Linked DNA regions of Mus musculus: regions 2, 3 and 4 are each linked to region 1. Evidence: chromatin contacts called from public Hi-C and promoter capture Hi-C data. All regions are on one chromosome and are shown on one strand. The core of a region is the stretch at or near the end of the contact, and the rest is flanking DNA. Distances in the headings are between cores, read along the strand shown.

Region 1 (2,597 bases), core at 42-2,541:
GATCTGAAGATGCACATAGGAGAGAGCTGGTCTGTTGGATCAGAGGCTGAGGTCCAGTTCTCATGCTTTCTCCTAAGGCTGAGAAGTACACAAGGCCTTCCACAAGGCTTATTCCTCAGTGACTTCTGAAAGATAGCATCCAGTTGACGGTGGTAGTACAAGTCACACCATAGGACTGAGGGATCAGTGGTTAGTGGATGGGGTGAGGAATGGAATTTCCAGTATTGATGGCTCTATTGGGCTGTTTGTAATCTAAGAGGAAGAGGAAAGGCGAGTCTGGAAAGTGGACGAAACTGCTTGTTAGATGCAGGCACTTGAGAAGTATTCAAGGCCCTGGGAAGAATAAAGGAGAATAATGCAGCCTTTCAGGGCATTGGGGGCAGGGGAGGCTTGTGTGCAGCAATGGCATTCAGGTATCTTCAAGTAGGGTGTCTCCTGAGGCAAAGTATTCCACATGAGAGATTTTGCCAAATTTCGGCATACACAGCTCTGGTTCAATAGCTGCCGCCCGCTCCTGCCCCATGCTTCCTGGGCAGGGAACACGCTTGGAAAGGATGTCTGACCTAACCTCACAATGGATAAATGACAAGGCTGAGGCAGAGAGACATTGAGAGAGATTCCGGCTTATGGCCTCTCCCAAAAACCTGTCCCTGGAGGCTAAGAGCCTGAACTAAATATCTAAGCCAAGAAAACACAGGCCCTTCTTTGAACATTTCAAAATGGCCAGGCTCCTAAGCAATAGACACTTATTTTTGTAAGCCCCCTCCTTCTTAAAACCTCACAGTTTATGATTGCTTAGATACACTGCTGAATAAACTAATATGTAGCAAAAAATATTTTCTTCAATAGTAACTTTTCCTCTTGTTTTAAAAGAAAAACATTTTAAAAAATCTTCAAAATTATGGCCAAGGCATTGTGCCAGCTGCTCTCAGGGCCTAAGTCTCGGGCTCCTTGCTGGTCCTCTAGCGTGATATGTTATATGGTGGCCTGGTAAGAGGCAGCGGGCCAGCACAGCAAAGGTGGCCTGCGGGGATCTGCTTGTCTATAAATAAATGATTACGGTGTGTGGCGCTAGTGCACGTGGTAGACTGATGCCGCCGCGGGGAAACCTTGCAGCAGCGCAGCCTGGCACTGAGTAGGTTTGCAACAAAAGTTAAGTTGGCAGGCTTTCCCTCCTCAGAGCACTGTGGTCCACAGGACCCAAGCTGGAACTGGATACCGAGGAAGCAGCCTCGTTGGTGGCAGGGTAGATTGAGCCAGCACGTGTCTGCGTATCCCGGCTCTCTCCCACCAGACCCTGGGAATCCAGCTTCACAAAACAAACACCAGAGCGCCCGCTAATCGCCAGCTCAGAAACAAAACAGCACTGCGCTGGGGGATCCGGGCGCAAATCAGCCCTCCCTCTTCGCGCTCCTTCGCCACCGCCCGCCCCTCAGCTCCGCTGCTCGGCTCCGCTCAGAGCAGCGCAGCTCCGCAGCCGCCAAAGCGAGGCGGGCACGGTCTCCCCACCGCCAGCGCCACCCGGGCTCCTCCAGGTTTCGCCTCTGCAGCTCCCGTCACTTGGAGCAGGAGTGTCCTGACAGGGTCTGCAACATCCGCATAAAGTTGGGGGGCCCTCGAGGATGAGGCTGTCTCCCGTGTCCCTGAGGCTTAGCCGGGGTCCGGCGCTGCTGGCCCTCGCGCTGCCCCTGGCCGCAGCGCTAGCTTTCTCAGATGAGACCCTGGACAAAGTGACCAAGTCGGAGGGCTACTGCAGCCGCATCTTGCGCGCCCAGGGCACACGGCGTGAGGGATACACGGAGTTCAGCCTCCGCGTGGAAGGCGACCCTGACTTCTATAAGCCAGGAAGCAGCTACCGAGGTGAGTGGAATGGCGTTGGGGACCGGAGATCTAGGAACCCCTAGGGCACTGACCCGAGCAAGGCTGGAGCCGGGAGCGCAGTCCCCGAGTGTACCACGTCTGCGCATCCCAGCCCGGGGCCGTGACCTGGCTGCCCTGAGCCCCTTAGCTGCCAGCTCTATACTATACCCAACAAGACAGTGTCGGGGGAGGAGGGGGCCGTCGGGGAGGCTACAGGCAGGAGAGACAGCCCCGGTCTCCAACGCAGGGTTCCCGAGCCGGGGAATACAGCCGAGCCACACATCACACCAGCCTGGCTGGGAGGGAGCCCGACTTCGCTCCAGCTGTTGGCGAGAGTGAAGTACACACACACATTTCTCCTTATCGCTCTCTGGGGAAGAGGGTACTCTCAGGTGGGTCCCAGGTAGGGCATCTCTTCCCATGGTTTTCATCCTCGAAGGAGAGATACCAGCTTCTAGATCAAGCAGGACTCTCACTTCCTGGATGGGTCCCTAACCAGTCTCAGGTTAGGGGAAGGAGGAACCTGAAGGGTCCACAGAAAGATCCCCGAATTACTCTCTTATGTCCCAGGAGAAGACAGAGACCCTTGGATTTCCAGGACAGGTTTCAATGGCAATAGGGTCCTCAAAAACAAACAAACAAACAAACAAACAAACAACCCAACACGGGTAGTCTCTCAATGGAAGGTGGAATGTGACGATAGAAAACAGACCCAGGATTCCCAGAACGCGATTCTG
Region 2 (2,597 bases), core at 71-2,570, 950 kb after region 1:
GTATAGCCTTTTCCACACATTACTGGAACCCCCAGCAAGCTGGGCACTTGGAGAGTCCTTGTGCTGCAACCAAGCAGCGGAGAGGGAAAGCCTGAAGCCTTGGGAATGATGTCAGTTCACTTTCTAGTAGCTGAGCACCGCGTATCTTCTCCTCACACCTGGAAGAATGGGCGACGTGGAAAACAGGAGATACTCAGTTCTTTTTCTTGGGTGGGCACTTGTGATGCCCATGGTTAGGCCAGAGTGGTGATGTGCCTATCCCAGTGCACATAATTCATGCCTGATTCTGAAAGCAGAAATGTGAGATTATTTTTGGCCAAAGCTCAACTGATTTGGGTTAGTGCGTGCACACAGTCTTCTGCTGAAGGCAAGTGAACCGAGTATTCCTCAGTGACACGGTGTGTTAATGCCAAAGGTCACCTGCCAGCTGTCGGATGCCTGAACCTATGGATGCTTAACCAGCAGCTGAGTGAGTGTGAAAGTTCCCTGCTGACCCCTGGGTTGCTCAGGTGGCCTGTGCAGGACCCTGGCTCAGCTCTCAAGCTCTGCAGAGTGGGGTGGTGGAGATGCAGGGGAGGGGAAGGGAACTGCCATCTGAGCGCCAGCCTCCTGCTAGGCAAACCCGCCAGGGATGCTTGGAAGTGCTTTAATCTACACTGCTACAGCAGTGTGAGGTCTGGGGATTTGAATGGGGGCGGGGGAGGGATGTAAAAACCATAGCGCAGGATTTGGAAGGTCTGGTACAGGAGGAGAAAGCCCAGTTCCCTGTGCAGTCTGTTAGCCTGCTGCTCCACAATACTCTCTAGTTTCTATCCTTATTAGGTGATGGGAAGCACGCACTGCTAGAGTGCCCATTTGGGACAGGTATGACAGAAGTACCCTAATGTATCCAAGGACCCGCTTCTTCCTGTGACAGTCATCATCGTGGATGTATCTACTGAAGTCCTTTTAGAACCTGGGAGTGCTACTCAGCCTGCGTGGGAGTCCAGCTACGAGGTTCAGGTCCCCATTGGAGTGGGCAGCAAAAGGTTGTAGGCTGGAGTTCAGGTATTAAAGAGGTCGTGATGTCAAACTCAGGTTTGCTCACATTCTGGACGAATTCACCCTCTCTGTATCCTTACCCCACCCCCACTCCCACTCCTACCCGGTTCCTCAGCAATGACCTCAAAGACAGGGAGTGGACTGCTGCCTCCCTCCTGCAGAAGTGTAAGTAGCTCCAGCTATGACGTTATGGAAGCTCGGTCAGAGCTCTGATTGGTGGAAGAGCTACTGCGGACCCCCCACACCCTCAAGATCGAGAATAAGAGACCACGGCTCTGGGGACAAGACGCCTACAGCCGTGTGTGTGTGCTCTTCTGCAGTGGACACTTCACTCTCGCTGTTCCAACACGGGCTAGCAGGTGAGAAACTTAACTTCTCAACGCCTACAGCTCTCTCTCCTTTAGTTTGTTTCCTTTTGGTTGCTCTTTTTAATGCAGTATTTCACACTGTAGTCTAAGTTGGCCTGGCACCCACTATATAGCTCAAGTTGGTTCGTCTCAAACGCTAAGGTTCTCCTTTCTCAGCATCCTAAGGATGCGGATTACAGGCGCAAGCCACCACACCCCACTCTACTTGGATCCCTTTGCTGTCCTGGTTCCTTATCATTCCACATACATTTCCGCCTTCCTGCAGCCATTGTCAGAAAGTACAGTCTTGACATTTTCTTTTAACTAAAGTAAGTGGGACCCCTACGACTACTCAGCAGCACTGGAAGCTGGGCGACCCTATCTAGGCGCGTCTGTGCCCCCTCCTTGAGGGAAGGTGGTCTTGCCGCATCCTAACCAGTTTTAGGTTAAAGAGTTCCTTGGATTCGGGATTGGGGAGCACTGATCTTTTCTCTCAGATGTTTCCAGCCTTTAGCCTCCTGGGGTTATCAGCAAGCAGGTGGGTCTCGCTTCGCTGTGGGGAGGAGGAGTCCTCATCTGCGGTTCTGAGGTAGTTTAAAAAAAAAAATCTCCCAACTCTGCAGATGGAGAGAGGGGGATTAGTTCCAAGTTAACTTTCTTCCCCAGGGCAACCTCTCAGAAAGGGTGATTATAATAATTTCAACCTGTTAGAAATCCTTAGCAGCGGGACAGCAAGGCGCAGGGATCTCTGGGTGGTTTTTGGTTTCTTCACAGATGAGAGCCAAAGGGGCGCGGCACGTGTGTTCTCCTGCAAGCTGGGGGCAAATGAGTGCCGGTAGCTCCTCCTTGTTCTTAAACCGAGCAGAAACTGCAAACCACATCTACTCTCCCCCACTCGTTTCTGCTCTATCAAGCCACTCACCACACTGCATCTACTGCACGTTTTGAGAGCTGCAGTGTGGTAGGAGAAATAGAACCTGGGTCTATAGTCCTGAGCAATTGGACCATTCTTCTCTTCTTACAGAGACATCATGGACTTTTGGAAGTTCTTTCCTTTTCTGGCTCTCAGCAGCATATGGGTCCTGTGCCTGGCCAGCAGCCTCCAGGCTGCCCCTTTCAGGTAAATTAACCTGAATCAGAAGTGCAGTCTGGCTCTCCTCCGGCTGCCCCTGGGGTGTGTCAACTCTGCGGCTCTGTAGCCCTACTTGG
Region 3 (2,597 bases), core at 35-2,534, 870 kb after region 1:
TTAACAGGAAGTTGGCCAGTCCCAGGACACTAGGACTCCTGTCTTTACACGTACCTCAAAGGCACTGCCTGGAGGCTGCATGCCTGGTACAGGAGCAAGATGCTGACAACCAGGAAAGGGGAGAACTTCAGGAAGCCCATGATGCCTTCCTGCAAGAGAAGAATGTCTATTTATTCATTTGTTTATTTATATCAGTTCAAGGTTCTATAAGCCCATGGACCTGGCTTTCTGTGTGCTTATGCCTGTGACTCCCCGACATTTTGGCTTCATACTGATAACCACATTTCTCATCATCTTTGTTCCCTCATTGTCCAGTGTGCATGTAGCCTATACGGTTTGGAAAGAATCTTAGCCCTAAAGATGGAGGAGGGGGAGGGTGCGGGGGGTCGGGGGTGGTGGTGGTGGTGGTGGTGGTGGTGGTAAAGGAGTGGTGGTGGTGAGATCAGTCTCAAGGATTCTACGAATCCCAGGTGTCTCCTGTCTCTACATCTGTCTCCACAGGGAAGTGTAGAGTTGTCTTCTCTTTGTGAGTTTTTTTACAGACACCTAAGAATGTGAGAAAGAAAGTCTATGGAGAGGGAATCTTTCTGCCTTGAAATCTGAGAAACTGACGGCTGCACTGCTCAGCTGCTCCACCCTCTGGCAACTCAGTTGCCTACAAGAACCAATCTAAAGTTGAGGTGGAAAACACTTCTCTGTTAATCCCAGGGTCCCAAATCGGGGTTTGCAATTGCGGCAACTGACTCTTGTTCGCTACATATTGGCCCTAGGCTCGGACTCAGGACCAATTTCTCAGGAAACGAGAATACTGAAAGCACCATCTAAGAAGAGCTACGCCCGACTGCGCGCGTGAAGCCTAGGAGCTCAGCGTCCCAAGATTGGTGGATCAGGTGTACAGAGAGAGAGAAACGTGAGACTGGAGCCTGCGCTCCAGCGAAACTGAAGGAAGGCTCTGCGGACCAGTTCTGTAGGGACCTATCTGGATCGGGATCTAACACGAACCACGCTAGGACTAATGACTAACGGGGACTGGGATTGTCAGGAAAGACAAACCAAGGACTAACAGCGAGAGCGGGAGAGAAGAGGGAGAGGAAGAGAAAAGTAGAACTACACACCTGAACAGGAATTTTAGGGCTCACCTGGTGAGCGGTGCCTTGGAGCTGAGCCTGCGGGGATCCTGATGGAGCCAGGCAGTGCTTGCGAAGCGGTGACTCTTGATCCTGGCAGTGGCTCCTGTGCCTCCCAGCGCCTGCAGCTGCTCTTATTCCCGCCGTGGTGAGTCGGGAGGGGTCTCGGGGCTCCAGGCAGCCAATAGGTGGAAGGGCCCCATGCCCCAGACAGATTGCGTCACCTCTGTGCTTCCAGAACTCAGAGCATCTAGCAAGATGACACCATTTGAATTTAAATTGAGGTCATTGGTGGAAGTGGGGGAGATGATACGGATCAGTGAGAGCCACCCTTAAAATTAGCGGGAATTTGGAGGGCCTTTTGACATCAAGATAAATTTCATCTCTTCTTTCCTTCTTGACTTTGAATATTCCTGACTCCAATCTCAGAATCTTGGAGAGTAGAGTCCAGTATCTCAAGCACTCCTTGCTGCATGTCTGATTCTAATCGTACCCCCACCCCCACCTAAGTCCGTGCCTAATCTAGAATAGTTTAGTGCACCTGAGGGATGAATTCTTGATCTGCAAGGCTAGTTCTGGCAGCGTGGCACACAGGTTTAGGCAGATAGTCAGAGGTGTTGGTACTGCACACAAGGACTCAGTTAGACCCGAGGCTTGTGGCAGCTGCCTCATTTGGGGTTATGTGGCCACAGGTAAAATGAAAAATGAAAAAAAAAATCCTCAAAAATCTGACACCCCCCAAAAGACCCCCAAAGCCTGCATGAAACCTCAACATATTAAACTTTTCAGTGGGTATCATAGTCCCCCTTTGAAGGGCCTGCTTGTAGAAAGAAACCTTGGTGTTTTCTGGGCTATAAAATCTCTCTTTCTCCAGTGTGAATCATCTGTATTCAGCTTGGCATTCCTAATGCGCTGGATAACACACTCACATGTGTGAGAAGGGGTTGTATTTAGCTGGGTCCTGCTTGGGGTAGGGGGTACGAAGGGGTAGTGGGGAAAGTACAAAGAAGAACCAGATGCCTCCAAAGTCTCCATTGTAGATCTTTTTCTCCTCCTGCCTGGCTATCTATCACTTCTCATTAGGCTGCCTGCCTGCCTAAGGATTTGCACAGCTGTCCTTTTGCTTCCTGCTGCTGTTTGCCAAGATGTTCCAGTTGTATTTGATCCGGGGGTGGAGTGGGAGGCCCTCTCACCCCCACCCTTAGATCCCTGAGCTGAAGAGCTAAAGAGCAGGCAGGCTTGACAGTGCTGCGGAGATGCTGCCCATCCTAAACCTCACACTTGCTCCCAGTCACACTTCTCCTGGCACAGAGACTCTCCGCTCTTTCCAAAAAGGCATCCTCTCCAGAAAGCACAGCCACTCAGCAGTCTCTGTGGCCCACAGAAGCATCCTTAGTGGTTCTCAAATTGTCTGAAGCCTGCCTTCACGTCCCTCCTGCAGTCCATGCCACATTCCCACAGGATGTTTGC
Region 4 (2,597 bases), core at 71-2,570, 650 kb after region 1:
TGTGTTAATTCTTCAGTGATTTCTATTATGTGTGTGAATTATGACTATATATGAAAATGGTCTGCTTTAGGTCATGGCTATGGGCTTAGATTAATTGGTGAAAAATAGGTCTGTTTGTGGGATTTACCACACAGTAAGGTTTCTCATCTCCCTGGAAAAATGTGGAATTAGCTTTTTAAGAAAAGCAGGCCTGTCATGAGGTTGAAGGGAGTTTCAGTGGAGGGAAACAGTTTACACTTTCTAAGGCAGTTATGACTGGTTGGATTCCAGGGCAATCCCTTTCATTCAGCAAAGTTCTTTTCTCCAACCTTTACGTCTGTCTTTGCTAATATCACTTCTACTTTTGTCTTTCCTAGTGTACCAGTTTCACAGGTCTTTCACAGAAAACATAATTGGCTTCTTTCAAGGCCAACCCCATTCAAGTTGATAGTGGTATTAGGACTGTGGGACTCCCTTCCCTCCTTTCCCCAAAGAACACACCCCACAAAACACACCGTTGCACAGAACAAGTCTCTCACTTGGAAAGAACCTTTGGGACAGCAGGTCTATGTGAAACAGTGCATGTCTGGCAAGGATGCTAATCACAGGACTGGATATTAGTTCTTAGCCTCACTGAAAAGGGTTCTTCAGCAAGACGTGCTCGCTATCAGAGTGCACTCTCCAGGGGTCCTCCTCCCTTGAGCCCCTGAAGGGATTCAAGGCCTGCTGCTGGGCCCCAAATCTCCCTTGCCCTGGAAGCCAGATGTGACTGACAGTGTTGAGTTTCTTCATTCTGGTCTGGCCTCAGTGTTGGCTGAGCCTCCAGCTTCATGTCTCCATTCACAGTCTGAGGGCACACCATGAGCTCTCACCTCACTAGGCACTGCCCTTGGGGTCCATGTCTCCCCAAGACCTCGCAGTGACCTGAGTGGGTCTTGTATGTGACTTACCTCAAAGGGGACTGTGCTTCGGGGCGTCTCAGGACTGTGATCAGTCCCTCCCATCTGCCAAAGAGCTCGCCGCTCTGTGGCAGTCCGGGGGGTAGGGGTTCCGACTTCAGCAGTGGAGCTCTCGGTGGCCCGCGCGCGCTCCCCGAGGGGTCCAAGTCTGGCAGCCTGACGCGACGGCTGTCTCACTGGAGCGACCAGCCGGGCCGTGGGCGCGCGCTCCCCCGCGGGGTCCCGGATGCGCATCCTGACGCGGGCCGCGGCCGCCCCAGTGGCGACCGGCCGAGCTACGGGAGCGCGCGGGGCCGCCGGCGGGGCGCGCGCCCGGCAGGGGCAGCCGCGGGGGAGGAGCGCCCGATCGCGCGCCCAACGGACCAGGCTGCGGCCGTGAGGTAACTGTTGCAGCGCGCGGGAGCTGGGAGGCGACGCCGCCGTCTCCCGTCCCGAGCCGCGCTTGAGGGAAAAGGGAAGAGGCGTCCGCGGCGGTCCCGGGACACCAAGAAGCCCTTCTCGCCGCTCTCAGTGGCCGGCATGAGGCGGACGCCGCCGCCCCTCAGCCCGCGCGCCGGGGATCCCGGCCGGTGGCGGCGGCGGGCGCAGCCGTGACCGCTCTGCGAAGCTCGGGGCGCCCAGAACGCGGAGGGCGGCGCGGGGTCGGCAAGCGCCAGCGGCCCCCCGGCGGCCCGGGGCCATGAGGAAAGACGAGCGCGAGCGGGACGCGCCAGCCATGAGGTCCCCGCCGCCGCCGCCAGCCTCGGCCGCCTCGCCCCCCGAGAGCCTGCGCAACGGCTACGTGAAGAGCTGCGTGAGCCCGCTGCGGCAGGACCCTCCGCGCAGCTTCTTCTTCCACCTCTGCCGCTTCTGCAACGTGGAGCCGCCGGCGGCCTCGCTCCGCGCCGGGGCACGCCTCTCGCTCGGCGTCCTGGCCGCCTTTGTCCTGGCCGCGCTGCTGGGCGCGAGGCCCGAGCGCTGGGCGGCCGCGGCAGCCGGGCTCCGGACGCTGCTGAGCGCCTGCTCGCTCAGCCTCAGCCCGCTCTTCAGCATCGCCTGTGCCTTCTTCTTCCTCACCTGTTTCCTGACGCGCGCGCAGCGCGGCCCGGGCCGCGGCGCCGGCTCCTGGTGGCTGCTGGCGCTGCCCGCCTGCTGCTACCTGGGCGACTTCGCGGCGTGGCAGTGGTGGTCGTGGCTGCGTGGGGAGCCGGCGGCGGCGGGCCGGCTCTGCCTGGTGCTGAGCTGCGTGGGGCTGCTGACGCTCGCGCCCCGCGTGAGGCTGCGGCACGGCGTCCTGGTGCTGCTCTTCGCCGGCCTGGTGTGGTGGGTGTCCTTCTCCGGCCTCGGGGCTCTGCCGCCCGCGCTCAGGCCTCTGCTGTCGTGCCTGGTCGGGGGCGCGGGATGCCTGCTAGCCCTGGGCTTGGACCACTTCTTTCACGTCCGGGGAGCCTCCCCTCCGCCGCGCTCGGCGAGTACCGCGGAGGAAAAAGTGCCTGTGATCAGACCCCGGAGGAGGTCCAGCTGCGTGTCGCTGGGAGAAAGCGCAGCCGGTTACTATGGCAGTGGCAAGATGTTCAGGAGACCGTCGTTGCCTTGTATTTCCCGAGAACAGGTAGGGTTCTTGGGCGGGCATGGTCTGGGAAGAGGAGCGCGGGGTGGAGGAGAAAGCGGAGCGCGGGT

The links. Promoter capture Hi-C pulls out the DNA fragments that hold promoters and counts their contacts. Hi-C and Micro-C count contacts between places; a contact is called where the count stands out from the background.
Region 2: a contact with region 1 is called in a promoter capture Hi-C map of embryonic stem cells, with 11 times the contacts expected there. The contact joins the promoter of Calcb here to the promoter of Spon1 in region 1. A contact is called at or near these places in 9 of 39 promoter capture datasets (the C10 cell line, the HPC-7 cell line, embryonic stem cells and 3 more).
Region 3: a promoter capture Hi-C map of embryonic stem cells shows a contact between it and region 1, with 2.9 times the contacts expected there. The contact joins the promoter of Calca here to the promoter of Spon1 in region 1. A contact is called at or near these places in 5 of 39 promoter capture datasets (cranial neural crest, embryonic stem cells, liver and 1 more) and 1 of 115 datasets of contacts at active chromatin or transcription factors (large pre-B cells).
Region 4: a Hi-C map of embryonic stem cells shows a contact between it and region 1, with 2.7 times the contacts expected there. The contact joins the promoter of Pde3b here to the promoter of Spon1 in region 1. A contact is called at or near these places in 1 of 39 promoter capture datasets (liver), 2 of 484 Hi-C or Micro-C datasets (both in embryonic stem cells) and 1 of 115 datasets of contacts at active chromatin or transcription factors (large pre-B cells).

Annotation. Positions count from the first base shown.
Region 1 is chr7:113,764,707-113,767,303 of GRCm38.p6, forward strand. It overlaps Spon1 (spondin 1, (f-spondin) extracellular matrix protein), which reads left to right and starts at 1,292. Exons shown (of 16, transcript NM_145584.2): 1 at 1,292-1,860. The coding sequence starts at 1,623.
Region 2 is chr7:114,717,323-114,719,919 of GRCm38.p6, forward strand. It overlaps Calcb (calcitonin-related polypeptide, beta), which reads left to right and starts at 1,321. Exons shown (of 5, transcript NM_054084.2): 1 at 1,321-1,400; 2 at 2,413-2,508. The coding sequence starts at 2,420.
Region 3 is chr7:114,635,073-114,637,669 of GRCm38.p6, forward strand. It overlaps Calca (calcitonin/calcitonin-related polypeptide, alpha), which reads right to left and starts at 1,285. Exons shown (of 5, transcript NM_001033954.3): 1 at 1,140-1,285; 2 at 55-149. The coding sequence starts at 140.
Region 4 is chr7:114,413,934-114,416,530 of GRCm38.p6, forward strand. It overlaps Pde3b (phosphodiesterase 3B, cGMP-inhibited), which reads left to right and starts at 1,321. Exons shown (of 16, transcript NM_011055.2): 1 at 1,321-2,529. The coding sequence starts at 1,618. 4933406I18Rik (RIKEN cDNA 4933406I18 gene) reads right to left here and starts at 1,228. Exons shown (of 4, transcript NR_029437.1): 1 at 930-1,228.